2 separate regions of the Mus musculus genome follow, and region 2 is linked to region 1. A link is a contact called in public promoter capture Hi-C data. All regions are on one chromosome and are shown on one strand. Each heading gives the region's core, a stretch centred on a gene start, on an enhancer-like site or on the middle of the called end of the contact. The rest is flanking DNA. Distances are from core to core; before and after follow the strand shown. Region 1 overlaps Tns1 (tensin 1). Region 2 overlaps Tns1 (tensin 1).

The links. Capture Hi-C pulls out chosen DNA fragments and counts their contacts.
Region 2: a contact with region 1 is called in a promoter capture Hi-C map of liver. The contact joins two enhancer-like sites. A contact is called at or near these places in 1 of 484 Hi-C or Micro-C datasets (uterus), 5 of 115 datasets of contacts at active chromatin or transcription factors (double positive thymocytes, embryonic stem cells, pancreatic cancer cells and 1 more) and 4 of 9 other capture datasets (adipose tissue, embryonic stem cells, liver and 1 more).

Annotation. Positions count from the first base shown.
Region 1 is chr1:73,928,614-73,935,102 of GRCm38.p6, forward strand. The region is part of intron 22 of Tns1 (tensin 1); the gene reads right to left. Among named protein-coding and RNA genes, the nearest start is that of 6030407O03Rik, 67 kb to the left of the region's middle. Within about 2 kb of position 4,223, at least 61 of the 459 cell types and tissues checked have an H3K27ac peak or open chromatin away from gene starts, as enhancers often do. A contact at or near this core is called in liver, where this site is marked.
Region 2 is chr1:74,056,119-74,062,607 of GRCm38.p6, forward strand. The region is part of intron 3 of Tns1 (tensin 1); the gene reads right to left. Among named protein-coding and RNA genes, the nearest start is that of Gm39664, 28 kb to the left of the region's middle. Within about 2 kb of position 3,648, at least 9 of the 459 cell types and tissues checked have an H3K27ac peak or open chromatin away from gene starts, as enhancers often do. A contact at or near this core is called in liver, where this site is marked.

The DNA of each region.
Region 1 (6,489 bases), core at 2,973-5,472:
CGGGTGGAGCCAGACATACTGTGTCCACTGTGGTACAACCGACATGCCAAGCCCTGTACAGAAGGGTTTCATACACAGTATCCCCCACCTCGTGTTCATTAGTGACACAGAGGCCATTTGACAAATGATGAGACTGAGTCCTGAAGATGACCAGGCATGTTGGACCCAGGCTCCCATGGCCTCAGAGGCGAGCCCTATGCTAATTAGAACAAGGATCAGTGTTCTGGTCTTCTCCAGGGACGTTATCATATGAAGGAGGTGGATGTCATTGCCACCACCTAGGACCCTTGCCACCATCTTTGTTGCCTCAGAGAAACAAGATCTGAGCACAAATGCCTAGCTGCCACAACCACAAAATTCACCAAAGCCAGCCAGGGAAATGCTGCCAACCTGGGAGAGCCAGGCCCTGCAGCCCTTGAGGGCCAAGACCAGTGACCTAAGTAGGAGAGCCCCTTCCCAGGTTCCTCAGGACAGGTGGATGAAGGAACGTTGAGACACATAAATTAATAGCTTGCTCCCTCAACTGGAGGAAAACCTGGAAAGAGGGAGTTACCTGGGGTGTCGAGAACACACTCCATAGAGGCTCCCCACCATCCACACCCAAGCCCTGGTGATGCAGGAGCCGCCACCTGGGCACGCTGAACTGGAGGTCAGCTTGAGGGGAGAGCAGGCAGAGCCTCCCTCAGCAGCGCAGGCCTTCACCACACTTCACAGGCTACACAGGCCGATCTGACAGAGAAGGTTTGAACTTTGACCTCCCCAGGCCCCGGCACTAGGCAGGAGGAAATGCTGTGACGCACGCAGAACTGGTCAGATTCTCTGCAAACAGCTTAGGTGGGAAGGTCAGAGGGTCCCTGTCGCAATCACTCAAGCCAGTCGCCATGCATGACAGGGTCCGTGAACAACAGCCAAATGAATGGACACGGCTGTCTGCCACAGAATTCTCTTTAGGAAACAAGGTAGCAGGTGAATTGGTTGGTGGTCTGCTCTAGCTTGTCCCCTCAGCCCAGAGAAGGAGAGTAATTTGCTCAGGACACAAAACCAGCCTAGGGCTGTGCCTAGCACCATGTCTCCAACCTCACAATATAGGTTCTGGCTGGCCTAAGGGAACCCACAGTCTCACAGGGACACCAACACATGAGCCAGAGAAATGTCAGATCGACAGGATCACCCGTAGTGGCAAAAACAGCCAAGAGTCAGTCATGTGAGGTTTGTAAGGTATGGAGAGCGTAAGTACCCAGCCCGTATGGGGCAGAGGTGGCATAGGTACCCAGGCAAGACAGTCTTCCAGCCAGCTGTTACTCACAGGTCCTAAGACTACCCAAACTTGGGAAGCCAGTGGCCTGTTCCTCCCCACGCCTGCCACTCCATCTGAACATTCCCAGGCTCCCCTAGGTGCTCAGCCCAGCTCCATTTGCTTCCCCGTGACACACAGCCATCCTCTCACCCAGAGAGCCCTGTAACCCACAGCCTCCACTTGCCTGGCAAGGGCTCCGGCACTGGCCACAGCAGAGGACAAACCCAGAGTCACATGACCCTCCCTTCCAGCCCCACCCAGACATCACTTTGCCTAAGAAGTTAGACCCAATCCACGCACTCTGCTGTCTTTAAGCCTTGAAAAATCAGATTGAAACCTACATTGACCATCTTTCCTACCCCTCTCCCACTCCACCCTTATCTGCACCCCCGTGGCCATATTCTACCTGCTTCTCCCCAGGCCTCTTCCTCTATGACTCCAGATGGCTTTGGCCTTTGGCTGGATTGGTTGAGTCCTTACTGGCAGGGAGACTGGGAGGGAGAAGATGAGTTGTAGCCCATCCTCTATTTATCTCCAGCAGTACTGGCTCCTGGGTGGGCAGAGACAGCTCCCACCCTGCTAGGGAGCTCACCCTCTCTTGTTCATCTGCGCTTTTCAGTCACCTACTGGAACAAACCACGGGCTTCTGCCAAGATCTCAACCCACACATTAGGTAAGCACCGCACTCTACGCTAAATTCTCTTTTTTAAAAGCCCATATTCTGCCAACAGGAAGCTAAGAGAAAGCCCACAGTCGGAAGAGTCACGCCCAATCAACCAAGGTAGTGAATCTGTCCCTGCTGAGTGCCTACTGGGCTCTGCTTCCCTGTCAAGGGGGAATAAAAACACTCACCTGCCTAGGATGGAGGCATGTGAGAAGGAACATGTCCTTTGAGTTCTTGGTAATTCTGGTTGGTTTCACATTGGTCTTTGACCTCAACCTCCCTTGCACATTCCTTGCCTGGGGTAAGGTGGGGGATGGTGGTCAGGACTCCTCCTCCTCTTCCAGTCTCTTAGGGAACAGCTGACCCATAGGCCACCAAGCAGGGGAGGGCAGGAAAAGTGGAGCGTGGGGGGGGGGGGTACTTCATGGAGAACATTCCAGAGCCCAAACCCATTACAAGTGGTTGTTGACAGCTGGGAGCAGTGGAACACACTGGTGACTTACTCCTCAGCCAGGGACTATCTGCTGGTCACCTGCATTCCCAGGTACATCGCCCCACTCACTGGGAAAAATAAAAGCTTGTGCCAAAGTAAAAAAGGCCAGTACTGTCCACCCTGATAAAATGAAGGCATATAGGTGTGGGGAGAAGGCCTCCGTGGTATAACACTTGCCTAGCATGCACAAGGCCCAAGGATCAATCCAGCTCACAAAACATGCATGCATACATACATACATACATACATAAAATATTAAAGACATGGTGGTAGAGAAGGAAGTGAAGAGACCCCTTGACCACCAGATCTAGAGCTAGCATTAGTATTGGGGCGCTTGCACCCCCTCTACGGCCCCAAATACCTCTGCCTCATGGTGAGATTTCTGCCTTCACTGGGTACCTCACTCATCCTTAGATTCTCAGTCCCTAACACGTGGCTGGGTGCATGGTAGGTGCTGGACAACTCTGTACTAGGTCACCTGTTTTGATGCCTCTAAAACAGCATCACCAAGAATCTCGAAGACATCAGAGTTCCCAGAAACAATGTCTTCCTTTATGCCTAATCCGTCCTCGTGGAACCACGGGGACAAACAGAACCAGCACAGAAAGTCTTCCTAGATCCACCATGGCAAGGTGTCTTTCCCTCCTTCCCTCTCAGAAAAGAATCCTGTTCAGACATTCAAGTGACCCTTGTACCATGTGTACCCACCAGAAGGGGCAGCCCCCACATGCCGAAATGATACCGATTCTCAACTCTTCCCCTGATCCCTATGGGCCTGACAAGCCATAAAATCCCTCTTGTTAATAAAATGGAGTCTGTACTCCCTAACTCTCAGCTCTGTTATGAATAGTGTGACATTGACCTTGCAAGGCCTGTTTGACCTGACTCTAGGCCACGTGCACCAACACCGGGCACGGGTTCTGTGCACCAGTTTAATTGGCTTTTTTAAGTTTCTAGGGGGAAACAAACAAGCTGGGGACTAGGGAGATGGCTTCATGGGTGAAGAGCTTGCTGCTCAAGGTTTGAACCCCATCACCCACACAGAAGCTGGGAGCAGTGCCAAGTGCCTGCAGTCCCAGCACGAGGAAAGAAGGGAGCTGGAAACGGGGGTTCCTGAAGCTCAGTGGCCAGCCAGCTTAGCCAAAATGACAAGATCCAGGTTCAACAAGAGCCTTTGTCACAGGCAACAAAGTGGGATGTGATAGAGGAAGACACATCCCACATCAACCTCAGGCTTTTACACACATACACACATCTGAGCCCAGAGCTCATGTATGCCATTTCCCTCTTCTCCACTCCCTACCCAGGGTTCACCAGGCTAATGTCATCCCACATGCATGTCCACCCAACATGTTACTTCTTTAGTCTAAGGTTTCAGAGAGCTACGTCCCTTCCTTTCAAAATGTCCCATACACAATTTTTATTCCCTTAATGAAAATGGTCATGAAATTAAGCATAGCTTATCTCCCCAGAGCCTGGCCCGCTGCCTGCTGCATAGCCGGCACACAGAACAGCAATTGACTCTGTGATGCCTCAGTGAAGAAAAGAATGCACAAATATATTCAGTCCAGTGGCTTGAACAGAGCAAACACCCTTCACATTCTTCCTTCCCCAGCGGAGGAATTCTGCCACTGATCATTTTTCCTCACAGGCCTCTTTTTTCTGACTTTCCCATCAAAGTATCAGCAGGGACATCAAGCACAGCTTCCAAGGGTCAACCAAGAATGTGGCCTGGGCTGACCCGGGAGGCGGTGCCTGAGTTATGAAATGTGCAATTGGTAGCTCGGCTTTAATCCATGTCCTCACCACCCACTCCCAAGCTGGAAGCCCAGGCCACTGAGCCTGGCTGGAAATAGGGGTGCGCTTAGACGGGGCCCTTGACTAGGAAACAGGAGGCCCAGCAGTACAGTCTGGCCCTGTGGCCTCTTGGCTGTGACCTTGGGTGGGTCTCTCACCCCCACCACATCCCAGACCTTGGTTCCACATCCCTGAGAGGACAGGCGTGGCTGGGTGGATCTCAAGAAACCTTCCCATCAGAATTCCTCTGCTCTGATACAAGGGCAGCTGGAGGGTAGGGAACTCACAAGCTGAGAGGTATTTGTGAAGCATACTTAGGAGGTCTCTCTTCAGCTCTGTCAATCTTCACTCTACTGAATAGTTACGCAGAAGCAGAACAGAACTGCCAGGGTCCGTGTGCCCACGTGGTGACTTTCTCCCTGGAGTCTGACAGCCCACTCCTTTACTGAGTCAGCCACCCACATTCAGGACCTGAGCCTCTCTGTGCTGTCAGGCACTAAGGCTGTGGGAAGCAGTCTAGAGAACGCTCATCCCCTGCCTGCAAGTAGCCTTGACCCCCACTTCCCAGATCTGCAGCTGGGTCTGCAGTATACACAGACGTTTGTAGCTTCTACACAGGCAGGTTAGAAACCAGCAAAAGGAGCTGGAGAGATGGCTCAGCAGTTTACAGTACATGTTGCTCTTGTAGAGGACATGGGTTCAGTTCCCATCACACACACAGCGGCTCACAACCATCTGTAACTCCGATTCCAGAGAATTCTACACCTTCCTCTGACCTCCACAGCCACCAGGCACACAAGTGCATGCACTGTGGCAAAATATTCATACATATAAAATAGATAAATCTAAAACTTAAAAGATAGTTAATAACAACATGGAGAAATCAGTAAAACCTTTCAGGAAGCCACGACCATCCCACCTGGAATCAGTAGGACCACGCCCACGCTGGGGTGGAAATCAAGACATTCAGTGCAGAGGAAAGCGAGCCTAAGAAAACCAAACTAAAGCCGGGCGTGGTGGTGCACACCTTTAATCCCAGCACTCGGGAGGCAGAGGCAGACAGATTTCTGAGTTTGAGGCCAGCCTGGTCTACAGAGAGAGTTCCAGGACAGCCAGAGCTACACAGAGAAACCCTGTCTTGAAAAACCAAAAAAAGAAAAAGAAAAAGAAAACCAAACTAAGCCCCTATTGCACAGTGGTTCTCAACCTGTGGGTTGTGACCCCTTTGGGGGAGATGGGTAAATGACCCTTCCACAGGGGTCGCATATCAGATATTTCCATCACAGTTCCTAACAGTAGCAAAATTACACATATGAAGTAGCAACAAAAATAAATTTTTCATTGGGGTCAGCACAACATGAGGAACTGTATTGAAGGGCTGCATCATTATAAAGTTGAGAACCACTGCCCTATAGGAATGGCTACCTACTGCCAGGGACCAAGGTGGGAACATCTAACATAGCACAGCTGGAGGGAACCTTGGTACTCACCTGTCTAATGCTTCCTGTGGAGGTGAAAACACGCATGCCCGGAGACGCACCGAAGCCACTCGGGCAGTGTCCCTTATCCCATGACCACCATGAGTCTTTACTGAACGTCTGCCCTCCTGAGCTAACCTTCTGCCAGATCACAGCCCCTCTTCTTGTCCTTCAAATCAGGGCTAGACTGGCCCCACAGCTGAGATCAACTGTGAACTCCTTAAAAGTATTTCTCAGGGGGCCAGTGAGATGGATCAGTGGGTAAAGGGTGTGTGGGTAAAAGCTTGCCACCAAACCTGACAACCTGAGTTCCCAAGTTCGATCCCACACACAGACATGGTAGAAAGAAAAAAGTGATTCCCCCAATCTCCACACGTGTATCATGGCATGCATGTACCTATGTGTACATGTGTAGCACACGCAAGCATATTTATACACACACACACACAAATAAATAAATGTTTATAAATAAGGTTATTGGGGCGGGAGAGCAATTGTTTCTCAGGATTGTACATGGATGTCCTGAGGCATTTTTTGTGGCAGTGAGTCCTTAAGCAGCCTGCAGTAACCACAGGTGCCCAGGTTTCAGAAAGATGTATTTCCTGCCACTGTGCCGCCAGGAAATAAGTCATAGCTCTAGGACTGTATGTAACTTTAAACTAGGGATACTACCTCACTAGGGTCTGAACCTGAGAGTCCCTCACAGGCTCATGTTGTGAACACTCAGTGCCTAGCCGGTGGCTCCACTTTGAAAGACTGT
Region 2 (6,489 bases), core at 2,398-4,897, 130 kb after region 1:
ACCTGAATTCCTTATTTCTTTCCCAATTTGGCCCTGTACCCTGATCCCTTCCACTCTTGGTGACACAAAACAGCTCGGTTTCCTTAGAGCAAGGTGAGTATGTACAATGGTGAGTTCTACACCACCATGGCAGGCTGTTCCCAGGGAGTGAATCAAACACAATCTGGGCAGTACTGTGATGCACGTTATAGATATGAGTGGAACCTACAACCAGATACCTCGTAAGATGCAAAAGATGCATGTGTCTTTGCAATCGCGTGGCTGGCTCTCCTCTAGTCTGTTGAAGGATTCAGGCGTAAACACTAAGATGTTCTGGGAATAAAAGCTCTGCCTCCTGAACAGAGCGCAGCAGCCTTGTCTGAGTTGGCAGCCCATTGGCTGGCCTCACATGCCCCGCGCTTGCCAGCCTGCAGTCCTGGGAAGTCTGTACCTAATAAGCTCCTCAACAGACAGGGCACATTCGGCTTTCTTGGGTGTTCTGACTCCATAAACAGGCAAGCACTGAGGATCACACCCGCTCAGCGAGGCTCCCATACCACAGGGAAAGCATGCAACCCCAGATTACAGCCCACAGGGTGAAGGCCTTATGGTCAAATAAGATGACCATGTTGAGAAACAGCCAGGGAATAAGCAGCAGCTCTGTACAAGTAACAGGCATGCAATTCACAATCGAGCCATACCGAGGCGCATCTTCCGAGTAACTGGCCAGCCCTCCTCTGACACAGCTGAAGCCATGAACAACAATACAGATGGAAGAGCTTTGCCAGGCTAGGGGATCGAGGAGACATGAAGCCTGTTGCATTGTGGAGTCTCTGTCTGGATTCCAGGGCAGCCATGGGAACGCTGGCTGAACCCTACTCAGGTCTGTCTGGTAGCATCTAGTAGTATCTAGTATTCTCTGATAGTATCAGATCAGTGCAGCCTCTGTTTTGACGTCCGTGGTCCAGTTGGGTACGACTTTAACATGGCATAGTGAAAGTCATAGGGAAATTCTGAAACCCTTTCACATTTTTTTTTTTTGTAAATCTGAAATCCCCTGAAAAATTAAAGTTAAAAAAAAAAAGTAGGTAGGGAGCGGGGCCTAGAAATATGGCTCAGTCAGCAAGTACAAGGGCCTCATTTCAATCTCCAAAGCCCACATAAAAGTGTCCAGGTGAGGTCCAGGCCAGTGAGTTATCCTGTCTGAAGGAGAGTGTTCCTGAGGGTGACATCTGAGGTTGTCCTGTGGTCACTACATACGCATGCACACACACACAGTTTTCTAAAAACATGGACCCAGACTAGGGTTACAATAACCAGAGGACAAGGATCAAGTCTGTAGAGGGAAAGAACTCCATCTAAGAAGCACCCCACAAAGCCCTAAGGCACCCCAAAGGAGAGGTCAGACATATATGCTACCCAGGGAGCATAGCAAACACAGCTGGCCTGAGGATTTAAGTAACACAGGTATTTCTGAGCTGGGATCCTCAGACAGGCCAAATCAGCATCCCGTGAATAGCCACCATAGTTACACATCACTGGCTACAGCACACCACGCATTGCAGAACACACTCTGCACCTCGCTGACTTCATCCACACCAAGATCCTTGCCAGCAGACAGGTTCATCACTGAGAACCAAATGACTGCAGAAATGGCCCAAGGCCACTTCTTTGTCAATGGAGGCAGGAAATAAACCAGCATTGACTCTAACCCCCCAGATCGGCAAACAAGAGACCAATTGCGGTCAATCCAGCCTTCCTCTTAAAGACACAGCTGCTAAGAGCTCACCACCTTATAAGACCCAGTGCCATCATTCCTGGGAAGACAAGGAGTCTTAGGCAGAAAATGAGGACAGTCTGCAGCCTCTGCCTCAGACTCCGCTTTCAGCAGAGTGATGTCAAGAGTCACCGGCATTTACCTACTCTTCTAAGCATCTCTATGTGTATCAATTCATTTGAGTCTCACCGTAACACATGAGGGAAGACAGATTGAGAATTCAAATCACAAACAGGCCCCAAATCCCAGCTAGTAAAGCCAAGACTTGAGGTCAGATCAGAGTCTACAAAAGCCCCCTCAATCCTAAATTCAAATCTGGGGACCTCATGCTAATCTCACTGGCCATGAGAACACAGTTAACTTCCCTGCCCACTTCCTTGGCCTCCCCAGTGGGCACATCCACGTCCATTACCCAGAAGTCCTGAGGGTTGGGTTCTGTGGATCCCATGGGCTCAAGGACACAGGATCTCTGTAACTGTGCCTGGTGGCAGAACCCAATCCCTGTGAGTTTTCATGGACAGGAAGAGGCTTTTGGCTGCCCCTCCCATCATTCATGACCCAGGAGTGACCTGCCCCCTGCTGTGCTCCACAGAACCTGGCTAGAACCCAGCCACCTCTGGGCACCCTCGCTTGGGTGCTCGGGCCAGGGCCAGTGGGGACAGGCCAGGGTGTTAATCTGTGACTCGCTCTGTGCCCAAGTAATACACACCCCTCTCCTCCTAATGGCCCCCCACGGACATCCACCCACCTGCTCACTGCTGGGGACAGCTAGCCAAGTCATACATCAGCCAGACATCAGCACCCCCTGAGAGTTCTCAGCAGGGTGGAACTAAAAGGAAGACCAACCAGGAAGGAAGGCTGGCCGGTCAGCAGGTGGCTGCAGCAGGTATGTAGGGTGTCATTCTGTAGAGCTACCCTCAATTGACACTGTGGATCTCCTGGGGCTTTGAACCCTGATGTTATTATTGAGACACTTTGTACCTCATAATCCTAGGATGTCAGAATATTAGATAAAGAGTCATTGAATGAGCAAGGGTCTATATCATATACCAGGACTGTGCCTGCAAGTTGCCTAATCCTTACACCAGCCTAGCACGGTCAGCATGGCAGCAAGATCAACATCACCACGTTCCACGTGTACACTGATAAGGACTAAAGCTGGAGCCTTGCAAGTCCTAAGTAAGCACCCACGTTCACACTAAGGTACACCCCACCTCTTCTCTTTCCTTTTTCTTTATAAGTCTAATAAGGTGACCTTGAACTCATCCTGTAGCCAAGGCTGGCTTGAACTCTCAGTATCCTGCCTTAGCTTCCTGACTAGCTGTGGTTATGTGATCACAGGCCTGAACTACCAGGCCTGGCTCTGTGCATGCGTGCGTGTGCTCATGTAAATGAAAGAGTTCGGACCCATCAGTGTCTAAAGCCAGGAGCCCCAACCTCACCTACCACCTCTCTTGCTATTGTGTTTGGGGATGGGGGGGGAAATAGGTCAGTGATTTAACACCAAACCTTGGCCTCTAGGCAAAGCCTGCCTAGAGCCCCCTGGGCCTCAGGTTATATCTCAGGGCACAGAGCACCAACTGCTTCTCTCAGCTCCAGTGGTGCCCCATCAGGCAGGGCACTATGAGTGCCAGCTGCCTACTTACCATGCCCAGGGAATGGAGGCCCACCAAAAACCTCCGGAGACTGGTGTGGAGTGGGCTCTAAGTACGCTTCTGCCCTCTACCTCCCGCTACACACCTCAACCTTCCCTACACCCCACTGTGGGGCTGTGCTGACCTGTGCTCCCCCAGAAAATTTCCTGTGGCTTGCGCCTCCCATGATTCTCCTCCTCCCTCTTCTTGCCTCCAGTCCTCCATCTCCCATCTCCCTCTGCTCTGTGTCCTCCCTCCCACCCTCTCTGACTTTTGAACTACCATGTGATGTTTACACAGTCCAGAGTCAGAAATGCCTCCCCGCACTGAAAGAAATTAGTGCTTTGGGAATCACAATTAAGAAAAGTGAGAAGTCAGTTGGGGCTCAGTATGACTTTCTCCCCTAACCTTGCCCTTGTGGATGGGGAGGGTATGTTACATGTAATACACTCCAAGCCTATGTTACCTACACACACACACACACACACACACACACACACACACACACACACACGCACACATCTCTGTTTCCTCAGAAAGAACCTGAGAAAGCAGGCAGCAGTAGGAAAGAGAAAACAGAAACAACTTCTTGCAATTCCTTCAGATTACAGAGAGGCGGGGGCCTCTCAAGACCCCGCCTCACCTTGGACCCCTCCCGCAGGCAAAGCAGGTACCCAGTCACTGTGGGCAGTAGACAGTACTTCGGACCCCTCTCCCAGACAAGGTGGAAGGAGACTAGCCAGGGGCTGCTGAGGCTTACAAGAGGGGAGCACTGGACCATAACTTTTCCCTTAGTCGTGGAGTCTAGCCACCAGTGGTACAGACTGCACATGCAACAGAGAGGTCCCCTGTACAGTGAGAGCCGCTGAGCTCTGGAGCCAACACTAGGACCTGCACTGCATGCATCTTCCCTTCCTTTCAGCTGTGTGGCTGCTGCAGGGATTCCTTCCTCAACGCCCCCTCTGAGAGCCTAGCCACACACCTGCTTTATGTGTGTTGGTGCTTCCAGAACGGTAAGTCACTGTGCAAGGACACTCGATAAACGGCATCACAATGGAAAATCCTGTAAAGGTGACGGGGGGAGGGGAAGTGGTTCTTTTAAATAATGAAGGAAACTGATATATCTGCAGCCAGTGTGACCAGAGATTGGGGGAGGAGGAGGAAGAAGAAGGAGGGGAAAGGAAGGAAGGAAGGAAGGAAGGGAGGAAGGAAGGAAGGAAGGAAGGAAGGAAGGAAGGAAGGAAGGAAGGAGAGAGAGAAAGAGAGGGGGGAGGAAGGAAAAGAAAAGAAAAAAGGTGAAAATGACCAGAATCAGAAATGAAAAAAAAAAGACATTGTAAGTGACCCCACAAAAAATAAAAGATAAATAAATAAATAAAGGAACACTACAATGGAATAGACACATTTCTTAGAAACACACAAACTCCCAAATCTGACCCAAAAAGAAATAGAAAGACTGAATAGTCCCTTCAACATATCAATTGAATGAGCAATAAAAACTTTAGGTACAAAGAAAAATCCAGACCCAAAAGGCATAATACATGAATTCTACCAAACATCTAAAGAATAATCAATATCAATGGTCTGCAAACACTTCCAAAAAGATAAGAAAAGCCAGGTACAGTGGCACACATCTGTAACCCCAGTTACTTGGAAGACTGAGATGGTAGAGAGCGGATGGGTGGGTGGGTTGGTGGGTAGGTGAAATTCTCTTGAAGTCTGGGATAGCCTGGGCAACAAAACATTACAAAATCAAAACTATAAAAAGCAGCTACAGAATGCAGAGAAGATGTTTCACTCCGTTCTGAGGCCAGTTTCACCTTGTTACTCAAACTAGACAAAAATACTGTAAGAAAATTAAACAAGAGCCCAATCTCTCATAAATATAGATGCAAAATCCCCATCCAAACACTGAGGGATCTCATCCAATGACATATAAGAAGAGTTATATACCACTGCCAAATGAGATTCATCTCAGGGAGACAAGGCTGTTTCAGTATTTGAAAATCAGTACTTGAGATACTTATCAATAGGCTTCGAGAAGCAGAAGTTGCCTTCTTTGGTCACTTCTTCAGCTTACTTTCTTGAGACAAGTCTCTTACTGAACCTAGCACTTGCCCATTGACTAGACTGGCTGGCCCAGGAGCTGTGCGGATCCATCGGCCTCTATCTCCCAGTGTTGGGGTTAGAAACACACACTATCCTGTCTAGCTTTTACTTGAACAATGACAGTCTGAACTCAGGGCCCCATGTTTGTGTATCAAGCACATTGCTGGCTGAGCTATGCCCCCTGCCTCCTGGTTTGGTTTTCTGAGAACTTATAATCCTCCTGACTCCACCTCCTGGGTTCAATATATTTGACAGGTATCTGTGCAGCTTGATAGCTAAAGAGTTCTGCTTACCCACACACTCTCCATGCTATCAGCTGGCCTCTTCCCCAACCTCCTGTTCCCAGTATCGACTGGGATAGTCCTTATCATTGGAATCCTGCCCATCTATAGAAAACAAATCATCCAATTTGTGTGCACACTTTCTGGGTTTGGTTTCTCTCAGTCAGCACCAAGTCTCTGGGTCTCCTCTATGCCCCTGTGTGGAAGACTCATCCATGCCTTCCTTTGTTTGTTTTGAAAAAGGGCAGCATGGGCTGGAGAAATGGCTCAGTGGTTAAGAGCACTGGCTGCTCTTCCAGAGGTCCTGAGTTCAATTCCCAGCAAACACATGGTGGCTCACAGCCATTTGTAATGGGATCTTATGCCCTCTTCTGGTGTGTCTGAAGACAGCTACAGTGTACATAAAATAATAAATGAATCTTTTTCTTTTTTTTTTTGGTTTTTTGAGACAAGGTTTCTCTGTGTAGCCCTGGCTGTCCTGGAACTCACTTTGTAGACCAGGCTGGCCTCGAACTCAGAAATCCGCCTGCCTCTGCCTCCCAAGTGCTGGGATTAAAGGCGTGCACCACCACTGCCCGGCTAAATGAATCTTTTTTAAAAAGAGAGAGAAAAGAAAAGAAAGAGGACATCATGTAGCCTAAACTGGCCCCAAACTCGCTATGTAAATAAAGATATGCTGAATGCCTGATCCTTCTGCCTCCACCCCCAC